2 separate regions of the Salmo salar genome follow, and region 2 is linked to region 1. A link is a contact called in public Hi-C data. All regions are on one chromosome and are shown on one strand. The core of a region is the stretch at or near the end of the contact, and the rest is flanking DNA. Distances in the headings are between cores, read along the strand shown. Region 1 holds the start of LOC106572818 (ski oncogene). Region 2 overlaps LOC106572818 (ski oncogene).

Region 1 (5,732 bases), core at 1,429-3,928:
GGCCACACCTGGCTCATTACAAAGGTCACTTTTCCTTCAGCCATGTTTGATATAGCTCGCCACCATAGCTCCAGATCTGGCAACCCCCCCTGACCAGTTGGCTACTCTGGATGGATTTTTTCGGAAAGTGGAATGACTAGCCTTTGTTATCATTCCACTCCTTGCCACTCCTTGTCATGTTTGGCATTGCAATGAGTTGACATGATAGCGCACCAACAGATATGGGACCAGGCTCGAAAAAAGACCCTTCTCTCAACCCAACTGTGTCATTGATGGTTCAAAATCTATCTTGTAGAATGAAACTTCATTTGTACAAGGCTACGTCCACTTGTATTCAAACATTGTCATAATTGTCATTTGTTTTAAAGACGATTGGACTGATCCATTGTGGAAAACGGTTGAGATTGTTGGTGTAGACTTCTTTAGCACTTGAATTGCCTATCTAGAGGGTAGCTTATGATTGGCGTATAAACTCCTTATAACAGATTGGTCATTGGTCTCTGGGTCAGAAGATCCATCACATTGACATTGATTCCTACTCATGATTGCGTTTTCTATATGCCAATATTGATTCAATTAATATCTGCAGTACTAATGTATGCCATAATTGATATTGTAATGACCTCTATGAGGGAGCATCTCTACAATTGCCATTAGGTTGCATTTACATTGCCTCATGGCTAGGGGGAGCTACAGTAACAGCAAACAATAGCCTCACCTTTCATTCTTGGCTCACATCACATCAAGTGTTATTTCTATTTTGTATTTATTTAACTAGGCAATTACACCGGCCAAGTCCTAACCCGGACAACACTAGGACCAATTGTGTGCCGCCCTATCACGGCCTGTTGTGATACAGCCTGGAATCGAACCAGGGTCTGTAGTGACTCTAATGACTCTATCACTGAGATGCAGTGCCTTGGAATGTTGGAGACAGGGGCGTCATGTACCCCAAAAATTTTAGGCGGCACAAAGTACATGAGGATGACAGTGGGGTGGTACGGAGGGGGGCTAGGCCCCTGACTGTAAATTGGAGAATTTAGCATTTTTAAAACAAATGAAACAGCTTTTTTCCTGCAATCTAGAGCCATAATTGTTATGCTTAATTCTGTGTAAAAAACCCATCTATATCTAAGCATACCTCTTGAGCTGTCTGTATCCTCTTGACTGGTGTTTCTTTTTTAAAGAACCTAAATATGCTTCTCTGCATCTCTGCTAAAATCTGGGTAAAATATTTAAAGGAATGTGAGTCTTAATCAGTAAATTTGGTTTTTTCTTGCTTTTCTAAAGTTTGCCAACCAATGTCAGCAGGTATGCCAGCTAAAATACACAAGCTAGCTACTCTAACTTGATTAAGAAGGGTTGGGTTAAATGCGGAAGACACATTTCAGTTGAATACATTCAGTTGTACAACTGATTAGGTATCCCCCTTTCCCTTATAGGCTGAAATGGCTTCTTGGTAGCTAGTAATGAGGTTGGCAACCTATCTGAGCTAGCTATAGCCAATTTCATAAAATTGCTAGGTGGCTAGCAGTATTTTTTAACAGGACAAATCCCCCCTATGCGCCATGACGCATCTGATTGGAGATAACAGCAAACAACAACAGAGCTGACCAAATGAACAAAATTGCAATGCCTGGTGCAGACTGGCATACAGTTAGTTTTATGAATCTGTTGAAGCCTTATATAAATTGTGTGTCATGTATTATTATGTAGCATAGGCTACTTCACATGGGGGGAACATGAAGACCTGTAATAAAAAGGTAGAGGTCTATTCTCCATAAATGTATTAGGCTGTATTAGTCATTCAATTACATTCATGGAAGAAATAGCCAAATTAACAAAGTTAATTACAGACCAGTAACAACGTACATTTTAAATGCACAGTGCAAATTCAGTTTGCAATTTGTTCACTTTTTCCAATTATTTTCAGCACAATAGGAATGATTAGCTGGACTTGATCGTAACCTAACACCCACTGACTGCACTGCTCAATTGTTCATAAGTTTGAAGTGTGCGTATTTCATCCCATGCCCTCGATGTTGCACATTATAATTAATTCTCAAAACCCAGGAGAAAAGTGACTCAAACATAATTGTTTCATTTCATAGACTGCGCTACTACTGTTGGGCAGCTCGTGAAGTATAGCCGCGCTTGTGCAATTAATTGGCACAACTATAGGTGTCACTTTATGCCTATGCGTAAAATAGGTGAGCCTATGCGTAAAATAGGTGAGCCTATGCGTAAAATAGTTGAGACTATGCGTAAAATAGGTGAGCCTATGCGTAAAATAGGTTAGCCTATGCGTAAAATGAATGGAATTGGTATGGTGCATGCATCCACATAATAATAATAAATACAAGTCATAATAATGATTATTGTAATTATCACAGATTATTAATTAATTATTATTATTAGTCATATGTTGCTATGTGCCCCTGATATCGATTTTTCCCTAGTTTCCGCCATTATAACAGTTTAAGCCAGCCTGAAAAAAATGGCCCTCAATAAATAAACCGCAGTCAGTCGTACAATTTGCATTTCCCCTCAAAGTCAAAATTTGACTGTCTGTTGCAAACTCCACCCATCCTCTTTCGGTTACAGCGTTCTTATTACACCTCAGTGGGTTACAGCCGTTCTTAGCTGTGAACCAATTGATTCACGCTTAAGCCTTGTGTTTTTTCCGACTTTACAAGGCTGCTTGGAAAAGTGGGGGAGTGACGACTTGTTCCTGGAAGAGCCAGCCTGCGGAGTCAGTCACATTTTTTTGGCTGGGATTCAATGACTGAGCCAGACACACACAAACACTGAGATAGGGGGCTGTGAGGGAGAGAGAGAGGGGCGAGTGAGCGAGCAAGCGCAACCCAGCTCACAGACTAGCCATCTCCAGTACACAGGCATATCAAACAGCAGGGGCAGACGGAGTGTATGCGTCCGGCTATACTGCAGTATTCCACAGTTTAAAGGAGGTTCCACGCGGGGTTTTACTGTTTTATACCGGATACATAGAGGGAGAAGGCTTTGCTTTATCGGTCGATACTTTTTCTGAAACTTCAAAAGCATTATTCATTTTTGGAGGAGTTTCAGAGGGACGCGTTTTAGATATGGACTGTCAGGAGTGTACTGCAGGGGAAGACTCGCCCGTGTCACCATTCGCTTAGTAGGCTCTTCAACGGAATTGGAAACTCACTGCTCGGGACTTTTTTGTGGATATTTGATGAAGCGCTTTCTGCACTTGGCTAATTCTCGGAGACCTTGGATTTACAAGGAACCGGAACCTATCGTGGCTTTCATTTGTTTTAGTTTGCCCCAGTTGAAAGGAACTCTCGCTTTCAAAGTCGTAGTGAAAACATGGAGACTGTAACTCGCCAAAGCTTCCAACCTCACCCAGGACTGCAACAAACTCTCAAGCAGTTTCATCTGAGTTCTATGAGCTCCCTTGGCGGACCGGCGGCGTTTTCTGCTCGATGGCCACATGACCTCCTGTTCAAGAAGGATGGGAAAGAGCCCGAGCCCGTGCTGCATCTTCCCATGCAGCCGCCGACAGTGATGCCGGGACCCCTCTTCATCCCCTCCGACCGCTCCACGGAGAGGTGCGAGACGGTCCTGGAGACCGAGACTGTCTCCTGTTTCGTGGTCGGCGGCGAGAAACGGCTGTGCTTGCCGCAGATCCTCAACACCGTACTGCGGGATTTCTCCCTTCAACAGATCAACTCGGTGTGCGACGACCTCCACATCTACTGCTCCAGGTGCACGGCAGAACAGCTGGAGATCCTCAAAGTCATGGGGATTCTCCCCTTCTCCGCGCCTTCCTGCGGACTCATCACCAAAACGGATGCGGAGCGCCTGTGCAATGCCCTGATTTACGGAGGCACCTACCCGCCGCACTGCAAGAAAGAGTTCACGGGCTCACTGGAGCTGGAGTTCACGGAGAAAAGCCTCAAAATATACCACGAGTGTTTCGGAAAGTGCAAGGGTCTCTTCGTCCCGGAGCTGTACACCAGCCCCAACGCAGCCTGCATCCAGTGCATGGACTGCAGACTCATGTACCCGACCCATAAGTTCGTGGTGCACAGTCACAAATCGTTGGAAAACAGGACTTGCCACTGGGGCTTCGACTCCGCCAACTGGAGGGCATACATCCTCTTGGGCCAGGATTACACGGGGAAAGAGGAGAAGGCGCGCCTGGAGCAGCATTTGGACGAGATTAAAGAGAAATTTGATTTCGCCAACAAGTATAAAAGGAAAGCATCCAGGGTGAGTTGAACTAGTTTGTTACAATGTTGTTACACAGTGTTGCAACTGTTATATTATACGAATGTTGTTACACTGCTGTCACAAAAACATGTACACTGTATTTAACGTTTTTTCTCCTTTATTTTACTTGTGTTTTGTTTTGTCTTCTTGCAAATACACTGTTATCTCTGACTAAGAGTCAAAGATTCGTATCTCGAGAACAGTATAGACTATTGGCGCAATGACTTGTCCCAGCCAGGATTGGGTTACTCTCCACATATTCTTACTAATTGTCCACCAAGAACAGCTAAACGGCTCTGGTGGCAATACAACCAGTATGTGCCTGTGACACACTTCTGCGTGTCAACGGCTCAATTATATTGACCTTACTGTAAATACAATCCCATTTACCAACAAATGGCCCAATAATGGTGTTACAACAACTGTCGAAACCCATGCAATGTATAAGGTCGAGGAAATAATGTAATAATTTCTAAAGTTGCAAAACACTGTTTGTAGGTGTATAGCTAAAAGTCCCCTCTGTCCTGCACGCATCCCCCTCCCCCCAGGCCTGCACGCATCCCCCTCCCCCCCAGGCCTGCACGCATCCCCCCTCCCACCAGGCCTGCACGCATCCCCCTCCCCCCAGTCCTGCACGCATCCCCCTCCCCCAGGCCTGCACGCATCCCCCTCCCCCCCAGGCCTGCACGCATCCCCCTCCCCCCCAGGCCTGCACGCATCCCCCTCCCCCCCCAGGCCTGCACGCATCCCCCTCCCCCCCAGGCCTGCACGCATCCCCCTCCCCCCAGGCCTGCACGCATCCCCCTCCCCCCAGGCCTGCACGCATCCCCCTCCCCCCCAGGCCTGCACGCATCCCCCTCCCCCCAGGCCTGCACGCATCCCCCTCCCCCCAGGCCTGCACGCATCCCCCTCCCCCCCAGGCCTGCACGCATCCCCCTCCCCCCCAGGCCTGCACGCATCCCCCCCCCAGGCCTGCACGCATCCCCCTCCCCCCAGGCCTGCACGCATCCCCCCAGGCCTTGCGGTGTGGGCTGCCGCTCGCTCATTCCGCACTTTGCTGCGTTTTGTGGCTTACTGGCTGTGTTTGAGAAACAGGTACTTCAAGGTGGATGTGTCACGGTGTCATTAACGAGGGGTTCATCCGTGCGTAGTGGCGTGGAGCTCCCATGAGGGTGGTTGGCGCGGCTGGATTTATTAGAGCACGGAGATATGTCAATTGTCTGCCTCGAGAGGCCATAACAGTAGCAGCAGTCTACTTTTTCAACTGAATAACCACTAGGCTACTACTACTAGGCTACTACTAGTAGGCTACTACTACTAGGCTACTACTACTAGGCTACTACTACTAGGCTACTACTAGTAGGCTACTACTACTAGGCTACTACTATTAGGCTACTACTACCCTTTTTATGTTTGTGTTTGTGGCAATGGGTTAGCCTACTATATGCTAGTAGTTTCAGATAAAGAACAGTCCT
Region 2 (5,732 bases), core at 971-3,470, 55 kb after region 1:
TTTTTCCACATTTAGTTACGTTACAGCCTTATTCTAAAATGGATTTAAATTAAAAAGATCCTCATCAATCTACACACAATACCCCATAATGACAAAGCAAAAACAGATTTTTTTGAAATTTTTGCTAACATATTAAAGATAAAAAACAGATACCTTATTTACATAAGTATTCAGACCCTTTGCTACGAGACTCGAAATTGAGCTCAGGTGCATCCTGTTTCCATTGATCATCCTTGAGATGTTGATTGGAGTCCACCTGTGGTAAATTCAATTGATTGGACATGATTTGGAAAGGCACACACCTGTCTATATAAGGTCCCACAGTTGACAGTGCATGTCAGAGCAAAAACCTAAGCCATGAGGTCAAAGGAGTTGTCCGTAGAGCTCCGAGGCAGGATTGTGTCGAGGCACAGATCCGGGGAAGGGTACCAACATATTTCTGCATCATTGAAGGTCCCCAAGAACACAGTGGCCTCCATCATTCTTAAATTGAAGAAGTTTAGAACCACCAAGACTCTTCCTAGAGCTAACCGTCCGGTCAAACTGAGCAATCGGGGGAGAAGGGCTTTGGTTAGGGAGGTGACCAAGAACCTCATGGTCAGACGGAAGCCACTTCTCAGTAAAAGGCACGACAGCCAAAAGGCACCTAAAGGACTTTCAGATCACGAGAAACAAGATTCTCTAGTCTGATGAAACCAAGATCTAACTATTTGGCTTGAATGCCAAGCGTCATGTCTGGAAGAAACCTGGCACCATCCCTACGGTGAAGCATGGTGGTGGCAGCATCATGCTGTTGGGATGTTTTTCAGCGGCAGGAACTAGGAGACTAGTCAGGATTGAGGGAAAGATGAAGGGAGCAAAGTACAGAGAGATCCTTGATGAAAACCTGCTCCAGAGCGCTCAGGACCTCAGACTGGGGGCGAAGGTTCACCTTCCAACAGGACAACGACCCTAAGCACACAGCCAAGTCAAACCAGGAGTGGCTTCGGGACAAGTCTCTGAATGTCCTTGAGTGGCCCAGCCAGAGCCCGGACTTCAACCCAATCGAACATCTATGGAGAGACCAGAAAATAGCTGTGCAGCAACGCTCCCCATCCAACCTGAAAGATCTTGAGAGGATCTGCAGAGAAGAATGGGAGAAACTCCCCAATTACAGGCGTGCCAAGCTTGTAGCATCATACCCAGGAAGACTTGAGGCTGTAATCGCTGCCAAAGGTGCTTCAACAAAGTACTGAGTAAAGGGTCTGAATACTTATGTAAATGTGATTTTGAAGTTTTTAGCAACATAAAAAGAAAACAGTTTTTGCTTTGTCATTATGAAATATTTTGTGTAGATTGATGAGAAAAATGAAACAATTTAATACATTTTAGAATAAGGATGTAACCTAACAAAATGTGGAAAAAGTTAAGGGGTCTGAATACTGTGTAGCACTATGCACTCTATGCACTGTATATGCACTGTATAGTCCATTCGTAACAAGCTAAACATTATGAAACTTCTATTAGATCAAATAAGCCTCACAAAGCAAATTACCAATTCCATTTTTTCTTGACAGAATTTGACACTCATTGACCTCCATATAAAAATTCCTCACTTATTTTCGTGGACCGATGCTGGGTGGCGTAAAACCTTATGCTTCGCCTCTTCCTCTCTGTCCTAGACCATTCAGTGTTTCTATCTCACCTGCTGCAGGAACGGATATGTGAATTTGCACTTTTCTAATGTATATTTTATGACCATATATATGATGGGGGAAATGCAGGCCTTGTTTGCAGCAAGCTGCAGAGCAGGGAAGGTTTTATGTTAATTTCCGCAGCACTTCCTGCTTCTCCTCTGATGCATATTTTATTTTTCTTCTTTAGTGTTTTTCTCTCTTTTTTCTCTCATATTCCCTCCTTTTACATTTGCCTTCCCTCTCCTGTCTCTTCGTCTCGGCTGGTAGGTTATGGAACTGTGTCTTCTGCCCCTCATCTAGCCAAGATGCAGAGCATGAAAGAAGTGTAGGAAACGCCCCCTCACTTTTGCTCTCTCTGGCTAGGTCAGTGTGAGTGCTCTGTATGACTTAGTTGGAGAGAGAGAGAGAGAGAGAGAGAGAGAGAGAGAGAGAGAGAAAGGGAGAACCAGAGAGAACAGCTAATGACTCTCCTTGTTCCACAGGCCTCCCCTCCTGTCTGAAGGCCTAGCAGAGAGAAATGAACATATACTCTCTGACACACACAGGGAGACAGAGAAGAGAAACCTTGGGGAAAAATGTCAGTCGAAAAAATCTCGGGGCCTAGCTCTGGAGAGAACACTTGTATTTCCTCCCTTCTCAGAGAGGGACAGCTGTTTTCCTTTTCTGCTCTCCTACTTAGGCCATTTCCCTCTGTGCGCGGCCTATAGAGGCGTCACCGGGGACAAATTAGCCCAAACATCAGTTCCTGGCACTAGACTGGAGTTCCTGGCCCGAGCTACAGTCGTGTTGATGGGCTTGTGTCAGAAAGAAAGCTGAATATTTAATGGAAGAGGTTAGAGATAGCCAGCTACTTTTCCTTCGTAACCTATACTAGCATATAAGCTAACACTAACTACTTTTACTTCCTAACCTATACTAGCATATAAGCTAACACTAACTACTTTTCCTTCGTAACCTATACTAGCATATAAGCTAACACTAACTACTTTTCCTTCCTAATCTATACTAGCATATAAGCTAACACTAACTACTTTTCCTTCCTAACCTATACTAGCATATAAGCTAACACTAACTACTTTTCCTTCCTAACCTATACTAGCATATAAGCTAACACTAACTACTTTTCCTTCCTAACCTATACTAGCATATCAGCTAACACTAACATTCCTTCACACAATGAAGATTGGATCAGGGACTCGGTCATCTCTCATTCGTTTGAGTGAGCAAGAGGGGCAGATTAACTCTGTGTGCCTAGTACTGGAACAAACAGATTGTTTTGGGATGTGATGCAAACCCCGGAACAAAATACTCAATGGGAAAGAAAGAGACCTAATTGAAAAGAGAGAGAAATAAGGAGAGATAAAGAGAGGGAGAAAGCGATAGATAATGGAAGAGAGACTGAGAGCTGACAAAGTAGCGGAGCTATGACATCTTCCTATAGCTTGTCTGTGTGTCACCTCCACTTCCAACCAAACCCACCGATCACAATCTTGAAGGACACATTATTCAGAGATTGGCTGAGGGCAGAGAGGTGATTGGTTGGAGGGACATACGACTGTTTGACTGGGGCCTGCACTGGCCAATGCCAACTGACATTATTCACTGCTACAAGCACATACATAAATAAACACACACTGTAGCCTACTTATGACAAACACAAATTACACTGTTGTTGTGTGTTCTGCACATAGGTACTGTATAAGTCCTTATATGTACTGTAAACGACTTGGTCTGACAGTCAGGATGAAAGATTTTCACATAGCTTTAGATGTTTTGGGTTTTAGTGCCACTGAAGTAGAATAAAGTAGAATTGTAGGGAGAGAACTTATGTAACTAAAACACAAATCCACGTTTTAGGGGGAATCACATCATAAACTAATCAAATGGAAAAGCTATTTTCCACCTGAACGACTAAGTTAATTGTGTTAGCGGTCGGGAAGGTGTGCTCGACGCCAAGTTTAAACCAGATTCACACTTGGGAAGTGAAAGAGATGATTTCATCTTTCATTTACCCCCTTTTTTTCTTCATGTGGATTGGTGTTTTTTTCAGACTCCGACACTTTAAAAACCCCTTCCTTCCCGGTGATGGTCTTGGCGAATGACGTCTTTGTTACAAATTTTAACCCACCCACAATCCCCTACCAAACCTCCCAACTCTAAACTATAGCACGAGTTTCCATTGGGAAAAAAATTCCCTTACGCACAGAGCGACTGGATGAGAGATTTTATTTGGTTCTGTTTGCAGAGCTCGAGCTTAGCTGTGTCGGTCTGTTATGTCGGTTTCTATGGTGAATAACACAGGCCATGCCAGACTACGAAGAGTACAAGGAATAAAAAAAAACACATGTAGGAAAGAAAAAGTGGAAACTCAATCCAAGAATTTGCAGGGCGTGGAGCGAGAGATGCAGAGAGAGAGAGTTAGAAAGAGACTGAAGTGAGTGACTGAGGAGTAACAGCCTCCCTCAGACAGTGGATGAAAAATGGAGCCTGACAGAAACAAAATGGCTGCCATCTCACTCAGCAGACTCCAGCTCTGAAAAGGAAGAGTCATGTTTTTGCTGGCACAGATCACCTCAAATATTTGGTGTCGAGAAAACAACTCAAGCAAAGCCAAGCTGGAACGCGCCACCATAAGACCTCTCAGTGCATTCGAATACTATAATTATCGTTTTTTTTGTAGTTACATTTTTTCATACGATTTTTTTCCATTCTAAATCTGTGCTGGCCCTAACCTAATGACATTCCATTGTATGCCAAGGAGTGCTTATCAGACATTTTAGTATGAACAGAATTATTGCTTATTCATGCTTTCCCCCCACCCATTAATGAAAGATGAGATGCATTAGTACATGGGGCCACGTGATTGATAGTGTGTGTATGTGTGTGTGAGAGATTAGGTATATTAGTCCTGACAGACTGTGGATTGATGGGGTGCGTTTTATTTAACAGATTGAGATGAGTGAAAGATCAGAGTAGAGTGCACGGCTGCTACCACTCTGCCATTTCCTTGATTGGTGTGTGTGTGTGTGTTTGTTTGCGTCTGTCTGTGAGTCTCTGTGTGTGTTTTACCTAATGTTTAGACTAAATCAGGGATATTATGTTACCTCATTTGTGTACACAAACAGCTGCATTACGTTTTTTACAGGGACAAGAGTCTGAAGGCACAGCCAGGAATGACAACAGTCACACAGGGTTTTCCACTGTGATTTGCATGGGCACAAAACTGATGAAAAGAAGTCTCAGCCAGGCCCATACATCTGCTTCTCACCCGACCTCCAAACCACCTATTCATTTAGCTTTCATCGCCTGCAATAAAGTAGGGCTTTGCCCCGTAACTGTGAGCTACTAGGAGTACCCATAAACTTCACCCTCCCATAGCCTCCGCCCCTTCCCACCCTCCCTCCCTCCTCTAGTTCCTCCCTCATTTCTGAACATGTTTGCAGTAAACCCATCTCCCCTCGGGCAGTCACATAAAACCAATCCCTTTTAATTAAGACAGATTCCAGTGAGGAAAAGATAGCGTCAACTTTTTCTCTCGTTCTTTTTTCCCCTTTCCCTCCGTTCTTTCCTCAACCACAACATCCTGTCTTTTTTTTCTCCCTTTCTATCCTCCCCTCTTCTCAGCTGTTATTTCTTTCTGCACACTTCCTGTCCTTGTTGTGTGGGGTAACACTAGCTAGTGCTTCTTCTGACTCAATGATAGCATTTCATGGTAAGGTCTACACATGGTAAGGTCTACACATGGTAAGGTCTACACAAATACCTGTTGTATTTGATTCCATTTTGGATTTCAGGTTGTTTGTTGGATGGGGGGGGTTCTACTTCTTGAACTTCCTGGTAGAGCAGATGTGAATCCTAAACAGGATTAAAGGAGAAGGCTCCTGGGCTGACCTGAGCGAGGAAGACATGGGGGGCTTGACCTGAAGCTGCTCTCTCCCTAACCCCAGTGTTGATGGGCTAGTTGGTTCCCACATGGCTTGTTTTTTCTTCTTTGTTTACGGCCGCCGCCTTTGGTTTGTGACCCGCCCGAGAGCAGTGGGATAGAATGGAGGACCT

Evidence for each region. Hi-C and Micro-C count contacts between places; a contact is called where the count stands out from the background.
Region 2: a contact with region 1 is called in a Hi-C map of gill, with 2.4 times the contacts expected there. The contact joins the enhancer-like site here to the promoter of LOC106572818 in region 1. A contact is called at or near these places in 2 of 3 Hi-C or Micro-C datasets (gill and muscle).

Annotation. Positions count from the first base shown.
Region 1 is chrssa15:99,751,351-99,757,082 of Ssal_v3.1, forward strand. LOC106572818 (ski oncogene) reads left to right here and starts at 2,679. Exons shown (of 6, transcript XM_014147322.2): 1 at 2,679-4,257. The coding sequence starts at 3,352.
Region 2 is chrssa15:99,807,246-99,812,977 of Ssal_v3.1, forward strand. The region is part of intron 1 of LOC106572818 (ski oncogene); the gene reads left to right. Among protein-coding and RNA genes, the nearest start is that of LOC106572818, 56 kb to the left of the region's middle. Within about 2 kb of position 2,221, at least 1 of the 13 cell types and tissues checked has an H3K27ac peak or open chromatin away from gene starts, as enhancers often do. A contact at or near this core is called in gill, where this site is marked.